Regions from separate parts of the Mus musculus genome. Here region 2 is linked to region 1. A link is a contact called in public HiChIP or PLAC-seq data. All regions are on one chromosome and are shown on one strand. The core of a region is the stretch at or near the end of the contact, and the rest is flanking DNA. Distances in the headings are between cores, read along the strand shown. Region 1 has its middle 80 kb from the start of Vegfc. Region 2 holds the start of Vegfc (vascular endothelial growth factor C).

What was found. HiChIP or PLAC-seq counts read pairs in DNA pulled down with a chosen protein or histone mark.
Region 2: a contact with region 1 is called in an H3K4me3 HiChIP or PLAC-seq map of the 230-238 cell line, with 25 read pairs. The contact joins the promoter of Vegfc here to the enhancer-like site in region 1. A contact is called at or near these places in 1 of 39 promoter capture datasets (pre-B cells), 1 of 15 datasets of contacts at CTCF or cohesin (pro-B cells), 3 of 484 Hi-C or Micro-C datasets (bone marrow-derived macrophages, granulocyte-monocyte progenitors and nephron progenitors), 6 of 115 datasets of contacts at active chromatin or transcription factors (the 230-238 cell line, bone marrow-derived macrophages, embryonic stem cells and 1 more) and 1 of 9 other capture datasets (liver).

Annotation. Positions count from the first base shown.
Region 1 is chr8:53,993,521-54,001,225 of GRCm38.p6, reverse strand. No RefSeq gene overlaps it. Among named protein-coding and RNA genes, the nearest start is that of Vegfc, 80 kb to the left of the region's middle. Within about 2 kb of position 6,290, at least 22 of the 459 cell types and tissues checked have an H3K27ac peak or open chromatin away from gene starts, as enhancers often do. A contact at or near this core is called in the 230-238 cell line, bone marrow-derived macrophages, pre-B cells and 1 more, where this site is marked.
Region 2 is chr8:54,075,188-54,082,571 of GRCm38.p6, reverse strand. It overlaps Vegfc (vascular endothelial growth factor C), which reads right to left and starts at 5,040. Exons shown (of 7, transcript NM_009506.2): 1 at 4,647-5,040. The coding sequence starts at 4,793. Gm33153 reads left to right here. Exons shown (of 1, transcript XM_006509526.4): 1 at 1-6,502. The coding sequence starts at 4,799. The coding sequence ends at 5,638.

The sequences.
Region 1 (7,705 bases), core at 5,041-7,540:
AGATAGCATAGGATATTATATTTAATAGAGCAGAAAAAGATTTTTTTAGGACATCAAAACACTACATATAAAAGGAAATCATTGAGTCACGCTTTGTTAAATGTATCATTGTAATAAAATAATGAACTAGCATGCAGGAACAGGCAAAATATGTCTGGAATATATATGGAACTCCTTAGCTGAGTGTGGCGGTACACATATTTAAGCTCAGCAGTTGAGAGGCAGAGATAGGCGGATCTCATTTAGTTTGAAGTCAGCCTGGTCTACAGAGTGAGTACCAGGACAGCCAGGGCTATGTAGAGACTTTGTCTCACAAACAACAACAACACAAAAGAAAAGAAAAGAACAGAAATACTTGCAAACAATATGAAAAGTTACCAATACAAAATAGATGCTCAGAACACCCACACACCTAGAGGCATACAAATGTAGCTGTTCAGGATGATGAGAGACTGAAGTAAAATTCTATAAGGACCTGCTAGCTCTTGATGATAAGCATTTAAAAGACTATCAGTAGCAAGCACAAGAACTCTCTCTCTCACTGCTGACAAGGGCATAAAACCACTGCATTTATCTTTATTGTAAAAATGTAAGGTATTAGATGTCACTACAGATTTTTTTTATAATAGGAAATTTTCCTACCCCTCCGTATGTTCCTGTCCTCTCTTTTTTCCTTATCATCCCTGATATCTACTCATACTCTGCCTCCTGCAGACTTTTTCCTCTTTCAAGTCCTATGTATCTCTTTGGCCTCCACCCACACCCTATCCTCATATTTTTCTCTTTCTTGGTCCCTTTTATAGCTGTTAGGCTTTAATTTTTCAGCAAATGATCATTGTGTGGGACTCACACGTATTTTCTAATAACCCACTGAATAAGAAAAGATGGTGGTGCAGAAATTCAGAAGATATGCACAATCCTCAGACTATCATTTTTTTTTAATCCGCACTGTTTGACATTTCCAGTCAAATACTCAAGAAAAGTGACTGGGTGATTTTTGTTTCTCTCAGTTTGATGAGGTTCAGTCCATGGTGACATGGCTGCTGCCTAGATGACTGTGTATTTGAAGGACTGGGTGGATGAAAGTTGTTCACTTTAGAGTAGAATGAAAACAAACAGATACAAAAGGGGGACAGGGACACAATATCCACAATGGCTTATCCCCTGGTAACCTAGCTTCTTCTCCTAGACCACACTCTCTAAATGTCCCTAGAGCCTTCCCAAAGAGTATCCCCAGCTTCTGGGTGAGCATTCCGCATTCAAACCATAAAAAGCAATAAACATTAAATATTTTTCAAGATAAATAAAAGAATAAATAGTATAGTATATCATTTTAAGAAGTTAAGAGTGTGACTGCTTCCTGTTCAAAACTGACAAACACACACACACAAACTCTTATGGTTCACAAAAATTAATTTTTCTGGTTTGTATCCTATGATTAACTTACAAAGTTTGTATGGCAAAGATTTTGCTACTATGGCTACCATTTAAAATATTTCCTAGAAATTTCCTTGCAGGGATTAATGGATTATAAAATTAAAACTAGAATTGAGAAAAGACTAGCAATAGAGCAGAACTATTTTGTTGAATAAAGATGAAGACCAAATTTATTCTTTGGTTTTAAATCAGATTTACAGACATGATGGTTCATCCCAACTATTCAATCCAACATGATTGGATTTGGAGCTAGATAAGAGATATGGGAAGGAATGTGAAAAGTGTTTCCCAGAAGGACAAAGGTTCCCCACAGAGTGACAAGCACCTGCTAGAAGCATCTATATGTAATGAGGTACCTGGAAAAAAAAACAAAAAACAAAAAACAAAACAATGTTTACTTCCCTCCTTGCTACTGAGCATTTCTGGTTCTGCTGATGCTGGTATATTTCACTCACATCATAACCCATACATTTTAGCCCTTCAGTGTGGACTGCACAGCAATGATACTCCAAGAATTTTCCAGGTCTTCAACATAAAGTTGCTGTTGAGGCTCTCGGCTTGGAGGGCTAAGCAGTTACCAAGCTTTCTGGCTCTATCATGTGCACCCAGCTACTGTTGGACTTCTAGCCCAACATAAGCCAATCTTATACATTCATATATATATATATATATATATATATATATATATATATATATTCATATACATTCATATATATATTCATATATATGTGATATATGTGTGTGTATGTATGTGTATATATTATATATAATATATATGTGTGTGTATCCATATATATATATATATATATATATATATATATATATATATATCGATCAAGACATCTGGGACTAACCCAACAAACAATTGAAAAATTCTTTGGGAATAAACAATGTTTCTCTTATGCCTATTTTATCTGACTGTAATTACAGGCCCACTCAGCAGACCATATTCTCAAAGGCAGGTGTGAGGAAGGAGAGTTGGTCAGAGTGGAGTTTGTGATAGAATTGAATTTCCTTCAGTTGTTGGTATTCCAACACAATGAATGGAATGGAATGTCTTAGATATGTGTGATTATGTAGATTTAGTTTTAAAGACCTTGAGGTTATTAAGAAAACACTAATTGACATTATATTGCAAATTTTCATCTTTGAATATCAAACCCCAAAAAATTAACTAAGAGAACAAAGTCTTAACTTATAGAAACTAATGCCTTAAATAGCTATGTAATATTTTGAAACAAATTTTTCACTTGTCTTTAGTAATTTTGTATATATACAATTTATTTTTATAATATGTCAAAGTGAAACACTTTAGATGTGGGGCCTGTTGGTGTTTATCAGGCAGCTCAGGAGGTTTTGAAGGAGGTGGTGGTACTCTGATCTCCTTCTGCCCAGCTATTTTCTTGATAGTAGTAAAATGAATGGTTTTGCTTCATCATTAACGATGTTATTAGGTATTGCTTTGACATAGTACCAAAAAACTGCATGGTCAACCCAAATATGGACGGGACCTCCAATATTAGGAGATCAAAATTTTTATTTTTTTAACAAGTTCATCTCAGGTGTAAGAACAGAAAGGTGGTCAACAAAACTAAGTGCTGATCTCCTCGGAACACATCTGAAAAAATATTTTGTTCATCAAAATACTAGTCAAGGCTGGGTAGATCCTATATTGCAAATATCCCACAAGCTGAAGAAGGAACTGTCCAGCAGAATTTATCTGCTTTCCTGCTTTATTTTTTAAGTTATTTCTTTTCTTTTTTTAGATTGTTTCAACCCTATACAAAGAACTACAGGAAACTAAGGAATTCCAAGAGTGGAAGAAATAGTCTTCCCAGGGGTAAAGCACACCAGTTGGTTATCTGGTAGCAAATGGTCAGCCCTAAACACATTCAGTCTTGCTTTTAAACTTTACTATGTGACATTATGTTAGCACTTTATACAATCAAATGCTTTCTCGGCTTCGGAAATGTACTGAGAGAGGGTACATTTTCCAATAATCTGTTACTCCTTGGAATTAGCAAAGTTTCTAAAGATGAAAGTACACATAGTTCTGGCTACTGCATTTTATGCTTAGCTTATGTCTGGCCTGAAGCCAACACAAATTCTCCAATTACCAACTTCCCAAATGATGCCAGAGCTCTGTGTTTCATGCCAAAATAAACAAAAACAGGGCACAGCACTTTCTGTTAGGGGTAAGAAAGCAATAATATATTGCTGTTTTCCCTGCAACATTCTAATGTGTGAGCTGGGGTTTCTCCATTGTTTGGCTTCATTTATTGAAGGAGAAAGTGAAAAATGTTTTCCCAAAGAAGTTGGTTCTACTAAGAAATGTAGTGAAGAGAAAGTTTCAGTATACCTCTGACTCATGGTTTCTCAGTCTAAGCTTTTCCATTTTGCTATGTTGAATTGCCTTAAAATAATCTAAAATGCCGGGAGAATGGAATGTCTCTTATAATGACTTCTAGAAGACCTTAACCCACAGGGTCACAAGATACACGACTTCATATCCAAGGGATGTATCTGATGAAAGATGTATGATGAAAATAAATGATTGTATTTAGTTAAATTCCTTGGAGTAAGAACCTTTTGGATTCTGTTTCTAAGAGAAAGTAAATTGTATGTGATATGTGAAAGGGCTTAATTTTACTGTGATTACCCCAAGTTCTTCCTTGGTGTAAAAGGACCCTTCATCTGATTAATAATAATGGAATAGGAGCCAGCTTGTCCCTTGGCTAATCTCCTTTTACGTATAAAACAGATTAAAACATCTTCCACATGAACTTTGATTGGCACACTCAGAAAATCAAGCTAAATTGCAAAAATAAGAGGGGCACATTGGAAATAACTTGTCAGGTAAGAGAGAGGTGCAGCTCCCTTATTGGTTCTTAAGACTCTGTTTTCCAGAGGTGTTACTTCAGTTACTTTACAATTGGATTGTCTTCCCTGAATTAACTCTTAGGATTCCAACGAAAACATTTAACTGCTCTCATATGTGCTTCAGAGCTGAATTTTATTTTTTAAAGTGTATTTTCATTATAAGAGGCATAAAATTTCACAAAAGGACTTTTTAAATGGTTTAACTGTTTATTATCACTGACCAACCCCCATACGTACTTTAACAATTGAAAGTCCATTAGCAGAGAAGACTATCAGGCTAGTTAAGCAGTCCAGTCTGTATATCAGGCTAGGTAAGATGTGGCCCTCCTCCCATTCAGCCCCTAGGGTCTCTGTATCTTGACTCACTTTCTTCCCATCTGCAGGAAAGCATTCCCATTTATATGTTAGTGGAAAAAAAATGTCAGCAATGCAATAAGTCCAGGGCAACAGAAAAGCTAATTAATTCACATAATTCTGCATCAATTCCTGAAGTTTGCTGTTGTTCCATTTTAGATAAACCATTTAAAGGAAGATTTCTGATTCTCACTGCTCAACATGAAACAGACTTGCTCTTCCACTTTCATATCACTTATAAATTGATCAGAGAAAATAAATTAATAAGAACACTATGCTTACAATTCTCATTGCATTTGAGAACCTATGAAAATAATCACCCAGGCTGCAGTTCTCTTTTCTTCTTAGTAATTCAAACAGAACTTATTGGGGTTCACTAAAAATTTTATTTGCAAAACAATTGGCAGAGAGAAGTTGAAGAAGAGGTATTACCTAACCTAAATTCCATTGATTATGTTACTGAATTATGTATTGATGATATAATTACCTTTACCTATAAAGAATATATTCCCTATATAATTTCAATATAAAATGGTGAACTTCTGGAATGTCTAAAATATCAAACAAGTAATTTTACTCACTCTTGAAATCATAAAGTTAGAGTCAAGAATTTGCCCAAATCCAACATAAGGAAAAAATACAATATTACAGTGACTGATTTTAAAAGGCTTATTAAAGCTAACATAGAATTGTCTGGTTTCTGACACTGCTTCATGTGATGTAACTTCTTACATATCTGGTTGAAACGAAGGAGCCTCTAAAATGATCCCTCCCAATCTTGACTTACAGAGCAATAGGAGATATAGTGTTAACATAAATAACAGTTGGGATTTAATTATTTTAACTATGGCATTTGTTTACTTGTATTCAGACTTTTACAGTATTCTATGCAAGGTATATCTAAAAATTGCATTTCTAAGTGATTTCCTACAGAAAATATGGTGGCCTTGTCTATAATATCCAAAATCTAGTAATAACACTGAGATATAATGCCTGCTCCCAGTGAGCCTTCTACAGGCGTATTATTTCATAAAGATTTAATTTTCCTATATTAGGCTCTTTTAACCACTCATACAAAAATCTGGGCCTTAGGATGAAAGAATATTATTGAATGTGTCTAATTCATTGCCATAAGGCACATAATTAATTTAAAAGCCAAATGCTTTGGGGAGATATATAAATTATTTATGACATATGTGCCAACTAATCAAGACTCTATATGAAAGCTGATTACAAGGTAGGATTCTGGCAGGATTTCTTTTTTCCAAGCATGATGGACATCCTTTGCTCTCTCCATGGACTTTTTATATTGTATATAATATTCAAGCAGGATATGCAATATGTTGTTATAACATATTATATGTATTTATAAATAGTAAAAGCAAATGTATTGTGTACACACAGAGAGACAGAAAGAAAGCTCTTGAATTATATGAGCCACCTGCCCACTGCCTTTAGTGATATTAATAGACATTTTTGTACTAATATTTCTCAGAATTAGTGACTCATGTTCCTTCACTTCTAAACATCTACTTTCTCTTGTACAGCCCTGGTTTTCATGATAGTACAGGGCAAGGAGTAGGGAGTGTGACCAGGAATGCCCTCACCATAGCATCCCTGTTGTCTATTTTCCTGTCTCCGTTGCAGTCATTGGGTGTTCACTGCACTTTGTATTATAGTCTATTTTAGAATGTGTGTGTTCACTAAACTTTATATTATATATCTCTTGAGAGTAGGTAGAGCAGAAAGAGAGGGGAGAGAGAAGGAAGAGGAAAGAGAGGAGACAGTGAGAGAGAGGTAGAAAAGCTTGTAACAACTCGTCAAACCAAATGACACTTAAAATGGGAAAAATTAGAAAGCTAAATAAAAGGTGGAAATTGGGCAGGGAGTAAGCACAGGGTTGAAGATAATTTGATTACAAAACTCTACCCTTTCCTTGGGAGTATCATTATGAATTTGCCTCAAGCTTTTTAACAGTCATAGGACTGACGAAGTCTGCAAAGCACATTTAGAACTTTCACCATGTTGCAGGCTATTCTGAAGAATAAAAATAGAAAAAAAAAACAATGAAGAGAAACAATGAGAAAGAGGAACTGAGAATTTTCTGCCTTTGTGTGCTCTTCCCAAACACTTGCCAAATGTGTTGTGGTTAACGGCAGAGAGGATGCTGGCCAAAGATATGTTGGTTCCAGTGCTCACTGTATGTTGTTCTCTGTACTTAACCTAACTAAGCTCAATCAACAAATTGCTAAACTTAAATTGCAGCCAGATACTATCCTTCAATTTTGGGGAATATATTAACATCTGTCTTCTTGGGCGTCAGTTCTTTTTCTCAGGCTTATATTTGGTTCTACCACCCCAATTTCTGCTTTCTAACACAGAATGTCAATGTAAATATTAAACTTTCCTCTTATTGAGCCAAAATAAGATTCTATTACTTCAAGTCAGACACCAAAGCTGGCAGTGACTGGAATAAGACTATACCAAAACAACAAAAAAACAAGGGATGGTAGCTCTAAAATCAATATTGATAATACATTCTGTTCATTCTCTTAGCTATAGTTTGTGTGTGGTTTTAGTGTGTCCTCCTAAGGCTTCTTGCTTTGAGAGTTAATCCCCACTTTGAACTATGAAAATAATGGAAAATTAATCTAATTAAGTTATTCAGAGCTAGTACATTCTGCACATGATTAGGGCATAATCTGGACATAATTAATGCCCCTGGGGTGGGGCATCATGATGAATACTTGTTTATTTATAAGGAAAGAGAAGATGACCAAAAGAAAGACATAAAAGTACACAGCCCCGTGGCTTGCTACATCTGTGTCATCTAGAGACTCTAGTAAGACAGATGACACCAGATGTGATTTCTTGGCCTTACATTTCCAAAAGTAGGAGCCAAAGTAGAGGGGCTGGAGAGATGACTCTGTGTTTAAGAGTCTGCTCTACCAGAGGCATTGTGTTCAATTCCCAGCAACCACATGGTGGCTCACAACTATCTATTATGGGATCTGATGCCCTCTTCTGGCATGCA
Region 2 (7,384 bases), core at 3,791-6,290, 83 kb before region 1:
ACTCAGAGTTCGGTTGAAACCCTGGAAGCTGGCTGGTCCTCAGAATTCTAGCTATCTAACCATCTTGGAACTTAGGAGAACTCACTGTTGTCTGTGTAACACCCCCTACCCCCCCTTGCCCCCTGCTCCAGCTCCAAACTGTTTTATTTGCCTTCTCATGATCCTACCCTATCCTAAGAGCATGCAAAGGTCTGGCTCAGATGAATTTGTCTATTAGAAACAATTTTGAATTACAACTCATGCTCCTCTCTCAAGTCGAAGCTCCCAGATCAAATGACACATTGATGAGTCTCTCGCAAATTTCAAAACATACAAAATGGTTTAATGCCAATTTCATAATAATAGATAATAAATTATCTTGACTTTTTCAGTTTAATGGTACCCCCCAAAAAACAAAAACAAAAACAAACAAACAAACAAACAAACAAAAAAACAGAAACTGGCATGTCTTTCAAGGTCTTTCAAGATGACCTCTGCATGACATAATACTTCATAAGCTGATCAATAACATGAAGATTATGTAAAAACTAATGAACTTAGTTGTTCATATGCACCATCCAGTACTTTTACTGTGAATAGAAATGACTCAAGATATTAGTTCAACTGTATCTTTTTAACCAAAGCTCAAATTTATTTGGTATCAGGTTAAAAGAGAAAATAGAGTCCTCCAGGGCATTCTGGTGTAGGCACACATATGGTATTTTGATGAACACTGTCATTGATTTAGTTGACACTGTAAATAACAAAGTAAAACACACATAGATGGGGCTGGAGAGATGACTCAGTGGTTAAGAGCACTGACTGCACTTCCGAAGGTCCTGAGTTCAAATCCCAGCAACCACATGGTGGCTCAAAACAATCTGTAATGAGATCTGACTCTTTCTTCTGGAGTGTCTGAAGACAGTCACAGTGTACATACATATAATAAATAAATAAATCTTAAAAGAAAAAAATTTTAAAACACAGAGATTTATTTAAAAATGGATAAAGACAACTGTAAGCCAAAATATGTAAAGACATGGGTATTTTGTACAACACACCCTTTCAAGAACAAATTATGAAAGCATGAAATTTGAGGAAGGGAGTTCTGGAAGGAGTTGGAAAGGCAGAGTGGAGGATGGATATAAGCAAACTGTGATGTATACATAAATAAAATTCTCAAAGGAAAAACAATACTGTGTTTTAAATGTTTTATAGCTATGCAGGAAGACAAATATGATCAGTGCCTTGCTCAGCGATCATCAGAGGAGCTTCCTTCTGCCACAGACTAGAGCAAGTACAGACACTAATAGCCAGATTCTATGCAAAGAGAAAGAGACCTTGAAACTTGCAGCCATTAAATGGGATATCTCCATCAAAACCCTCATCTCAGGTCTCAGGGCATCCTACAGAAGAGGCTGAAAGAGGGTAAGAACCAGACCCGATGGAGAACTCCAAGGAACAAAACCCTCTAAATCAACATGAGCAAAACATACAAACTCACAGAGGTTGAAACTGTATCCAGAGAGCCTGCACTAGAGGAGGTTTAAGATATGAAAGGAGAAATGTACACATGACCCTACCCCAAACCCAGAATGAACAAAGGATTCTTAAGGGTGGGCTGCAGGCCCAGCAGTACATGGCTAACAGACCACAAACTTGCTTTGTAGTTTCCTTGTCACATAATGTCACTTATTCATTTTAAACTGTTTCTTGTGCCTTCTCTTGGGCTCCTTCCCTTCCATTTATTTGTTTATTTGTTTGCTTCGTTTTCCAATTCCAATGTATCAGTTCTTGTTTTACCTTATTATATTCCATTTTATTATTATTCCCATAGAAGCCTGTTTGCTTTTTTTTTTTTTTTTTTTTTTTTTTTTTTTTTTTTTTGGTTTTTGAGACAGGGTTTCTCTGTATAGCCCTGGGTGTCCTGGAACTCACTTTGTAGACCAGGCTGGCCTCGAACTCAGAAATCCGCCTGCCTCTGCCTCCCAAGTGCTGGGATTAAAGGCGTGCGCCAGCACGCCCGGTGCCTGTTTGCTTTCTAATAACAGACAGAAAGTGGAAGTTCGAGGAGCTGGAAGGAGTAGCCGGAGGGGAAACTGGAGTCAGGATAAATTATGTGAGGGAAAAAAACAAAACAAAACTATTTTCAATAAAAAGCAAAACTGTTTGATAACCACAGTCTGTATGAGGTATGTCTTCCTTCCGATTTATTCTTTGTCGTAAGTCAATGTCTTTTGTAAAATTTAGTTCTTCATCTCCGAATAAGCAGAGTCTGCTTTACCCAAACTGAGACTAAAAATTATTAGATATGGCAATCAGGTGTTCTTTCCGAGATCATCAGTTGTCATTAGTTTGATAACAAGTTTTGAATGTCTCTTCTTATGGCCACATGATACCATTGCCTTAGTTTTCGACCCTGAGCTGTTTACTTTAACATCCTTCAGAAAGTATTTTAGGACTTTTCATTAAATCATACAGTCATGAAGAAAAGAATAGAAAGGGGAACTTAGTAAATTCAGTTCCAATTATCTGGGTGGCCATGGCTACCACAAAGAAGATTGGATGCTGAGCTTTATACCATATTGGCTTTCCTATATTGTGAATTTTAAATTGCTACATGGGTTTTATTATTTAACAAAATTTTGTGAGAGCTAATTCTATGTATAATTGACATCCTGTGTGAATTTTGTGAAATACTTTCTTAGGATTTAAGTTGTTCCTGGGAAACTAACTGGTTTCCCTCCAGTTCTCCAATATTTGCTAATTGAGGTGCCTTGAAAGGCCACTAGGGAGAGACATGGAGTCTTCACAGCAGTGTTTGGGTCACTGGGTGCAAGTTCCACAGCAAGGATACAGTTTCCCTGAAGGCATCAGTAAAACAAGCTGTCAAAAGTTCTGCTTGCCCACTAGGGAAAGGCTCAGTAAGCAGAAGTATACTGCTCATGAAATTCAAACATACAAAATAATGTTTCCTCTGATAAGTTAAAAAAAGTCATATTACATACCAAATATCAGTTCTTATTCAACATACAATATTTTAAAAAATGATTAAATAAGAAAAGAAACTTTTGCAAACAAAATTTTCAGAGAAAATAAGATGTTTAATGACTACCAATGAGAAGATCCTTTGAAGGTGACCTCTTGGAACACACAACTGAGCTCATACAAACATCCATGCTCTGATACAGTCATTTGGGATTGACCCAGACGTGACAGACTCCTTGAATAAACTATTGGCTTATCTGAAAAGGCTTCTCATTTAACTCAAGGCGTCACGCTTTCGTACTGTAAATCAAAGCCTAGCTATCATAGGCGATGGTGATGTTGTCTGACTAAGTCACAAGTATATCAGTTTGAATTTGCAGAGGCAGAAAGTGAATAGGTCTGGCAAACTTCAAAGGCTCGAATTACAGGAAGTATGATTCTGTCCCGAGCTTTATTTCTGTGGCACTTAGAGACGAGGATATTCTCGTCATTGTACGTATAGTGATAAGCGTGTGCTGAACATTGCAGTTCTCATAATGGACTGAAAAATCTGGTATTTGTATTTTTACCAAATGTAGACACAATGGTAACTTGATATCTTATAACCTAGTCTTGTCCGTATTAAAGTTTTTCTCAGACAAACCTTTCCAGGGAAGGTGGTTTGACCTCTGCACATTCTGTGTATGTTCACCAATAAAGTCAACTGAAAGTTGAGAGTAACACACCCCCTTCTATTTTTTTCCCCCCACTTGCAGTCAGCTACTATAAACCACTTCAGTCTGCTTCCAGCCAGGGGGCTTCGCAGTGCCTTAAACACAAAACTTTTGCAGGAGTTCAAGATCCCAACTATTACGCCAAGTATAAACTTGAAGATGTTATAAACATATTCTTTAGAAGGTTCAAGTGAGAAGTACACAAGATAAGATAACTGAGTCAGACAATCGGAATGTCTTCAAAAGTCCCTTAACGTGTTCAGGAAAGATGCTATTTCTCTTTAAAACAAAATAAAACAAACTAATTGATACTTTGATTTTTTTTTAATCTTATAGCCACTGTTTAGGAAAAGAATTGATAAAGTTTAGAAGATTCCAATTTCTGTTACATCTTGGATTTGACCAAGTTCAAGTTAATTCTGAAATCCAAAACCTTTAAGCCCAGTTTCTAAATTTACTCACACTTTTTCCAAACTAGCTCACAGAGCCTGGGGCCCCTGCTATGCAAACTCCAGGAGCATAAAACTCCGTTGTCTGGTCACACACCCCAGAAGCTCTTTGGAGTCCAAAACCAGCCAGGAAAAGAAAAGAGCATTTCCTACAGCAATGAAATTCTCTCTGGAGCCATGCCACTGGGGCAGGGTGCAAACTCCTCTGTTGGCAGGAGACCACTATGAAGGAGAAGGAATCTGTGTGACTGAACACCTCTTGGGCCCTTCCCTCCTCTAAGTTGCTTTCCTTTCTAGTAACAGCTTTCCACTGGGGGAGAGAAAAAAAGAAGAGAAACTTTGCTCCAAGCAAGCGTGCACCAATCTCTAACTTTGGATCCAAAGGTTAAATAAATAATTATGCACACACACTCCACGGCAGGTTCTCTGTACACCCAGTAAAGCCAAGCCCACACACAGTCCAGGACTTGGGAGCCTCGGATCCTCAGCCCGACCCGACGGGGTCCCTTGCACCTACCTTGACCTCGCCCCCGTCGGGCTCCGCTTCCGAGAAGCCCAGTCCCGACTCGAAGGCGGCGACGGTGGCGGGCGCCTCGCGCGGACTGGGGATCAGCGCAGCGGCGAGCAGGGAACACGCCAGAGACAAGAAGCACAGCAAGTGCATGGTGGATGGACCGGGAGCAGGGAGGCCGGTCCGTTGGCTGGCGCAGGCTGGGGCGTGAGGCTGAGGTCCTCTCCTGGTCCCTGTCCCGTGGTTTCCTCCCGGGGACCCCCCTGGGCGAGCGTCTCCCGGGACTCGGCGGCTCGCAACTTTTGCCCTCGGCTCTGGCAGCCCTCACGGGGGAGAGGCTCCCGGGTGTCAGGTACGAGCCTCACAGGAAACCGGACATCCGAACTGCCCTCGGTGGCGGCCCGCGAGGTGAAGCGAGGGCGCCGGCTCCGCCGATCGCGGTTTTGTTTTTGGTGTTTTGCAAAGAAGAGGGGGTGGGGTGGTTAAGCCCAGTCACCCCGCGATGTTCCACTCGTCCCGAAGAGCCCTCGGGTCCCTCGTCCCCCCTCCTCCCTCCCCTCGCCCGAAGTGAAAGGAGCCGGGCCGCGGGAGCCGCGGGAGAAGGCGGTGGTGGCGGCGGAGCCGGGGGGCGGGAGGAGGGCGGCGGGGCGCCCGGCGGCGGCGAGGCCCGCGAGCTCCCGGGCGCTCGAGCCTCCTGCGCGCGCGGGGCCGAGCGGTGGCGGTGGCGGCGGCGGCAGCGGGCGCAGGGGCAGGGCATGACTGATGCGCCCTCTGCCTGCGCTTATGTGAGAGAAAGCGGCAAGAGGGAGGGAGCGTGCCGAGCCCAGTCAGCCCTCCCCTCTCTTTCCCTAGGAAGCTTGCTCCCTCCAGCCCCACGCTTTCCTCCAGCCCCACCTCCATCCACTCTCCTCGCTTTCCCTTTCTCTGCCCTTCTCTCTGGGCTCTGCTGGGGTGTCGGGGTGGGGAGGCAGGGGCTCAAGTCAGGTCTGGGGGCTTGACTCTCTCTGCAGGACCAGTTTTAGGGGCCACATGACTGAGCTCAGCTGCTAGAAAGATGGGGAGGGGGGAGCAGGTACAGTGGGTAGGAGACGCACGCTTTGGCCCTGGCAACCCCTTGTGGTAAAATCCTTCTCCAGACATTCTTTATCCTGAGAAGTTTGGGACCAGCCTGAGACTTCTAAAACACTTCAGAGAAAAAGATCAACATTATAGCAGAGACCTATGGGGCCATAGTGCCCTTCCCAGCACCACCACCTCCACTGTTTTCTGGTTTACTTGAAGCAAGAATGCAAAGAGGGACATCTCAGAATACAGGGCAAGTCATTCATGCTAAGATCTTAGTGATCTTCCGGAAGACCTAAAGTTCCATCTGAAGGACAGATGGTCCAGAATCTTAAAGAACATTGATAGAGACACACCCAAACTGTATCTGCAAGACACACCTTCCATTTGCAAGAGAAAGAGAATGAAATGGGACAATTTATATGCTGAAAGAGCAAACAGCAGTGATGCATTTATTCTCTGGAAAAGCACCTAGGAACTCTGCTGTCTTCCTGGTGATGGCATCTGCTTTCCTGGGCAGGTGGGCAGATGGCAGAAGTTCCACTTAAGCTGCATCAACAGCATAGAGACATGAAAGGTCTTGCCTATTCAAAAACTATACTAAGTGCACTAATGTTAAAAAGCCACAAAATTGTCGTTGGAGGAAAGACGTTTCCTTGTAATTCAAATAATATGATCTGGAGGTCTCCTTGCCCAACATTTCCGTGAGTGCTTAAATACCTCTACAAACAGTGAATGCCCCTTGCCCTGACTGTGCTTCCCTTTATTGAAGACTGACATCATTGAATCTTCCAACTACCCATTGCTTTTGACTTTGGTATTTTGCGTACTTCGTCTAATGTAAATTCCACATGTTAGCCCCTCAGATATTTGGAAATATCTGTCACGTTCTCCCAGGGCTACTTTTCCTACCAGTGAAAGATTCCTTTTTAGTTTAACCCGACAGTTCCAATTATCCTCATCCATCATGCTAAGTTTATCTTCATAAAGTACGCCGTTCAGAACATGGCTCCATACTTAAAATACCCCAACGAAGCATGCAGAAAAGGAGGGGTCTTCCTTGTCTAGAAAGCAAGCATTTGTTGACATAGCATTGGACCAAGTTTATTTTCTGGCAGCCAAGTCATGCTGTTGATGCAAAGAACTCTTAAAGTTGACCAGATTTCTCAAGAAATCTGCGTGTGTACTAATATTTAGTTATGTCTGCACTACTCTGCATTTGTGGCAGGAGTTGTCTTCTGGGCTCTAACTTGTGTCTCATGGTTTATCATGAGGAAGTCTTACCTTGCCACAGACGGCCCCTCACAAGTTGCTAAGGCAATTTGGGAACTTGACATTTTCTGTATGTTCCCTTCTTTCTGTGTTCCTGTTGAACTGGCTGGATTTTGACTCAAGTAGAAATGGAGTGTCCTTGGAATCTTGTCTCAGTACAGTGGTTCTTAACTTTTATTGCACTTGGAGTCACAAAGGGCGGTTGTAAAACCAGATGGTTAGGCATGCCACCAGGATTTAGGGAATTCTGGGAAAAGGCTTGGATGTCAGAATGCCTCAGATAGACAGCCTACACTGAGAACTGTCACACTTTTCCATCAATCTCAGGATTTAGCATGGTATGAATACCATAAAAATCAGCAAAATTAACATGTATCAAAATGAATTAGTGGCAAACTTTTTTTAAGATG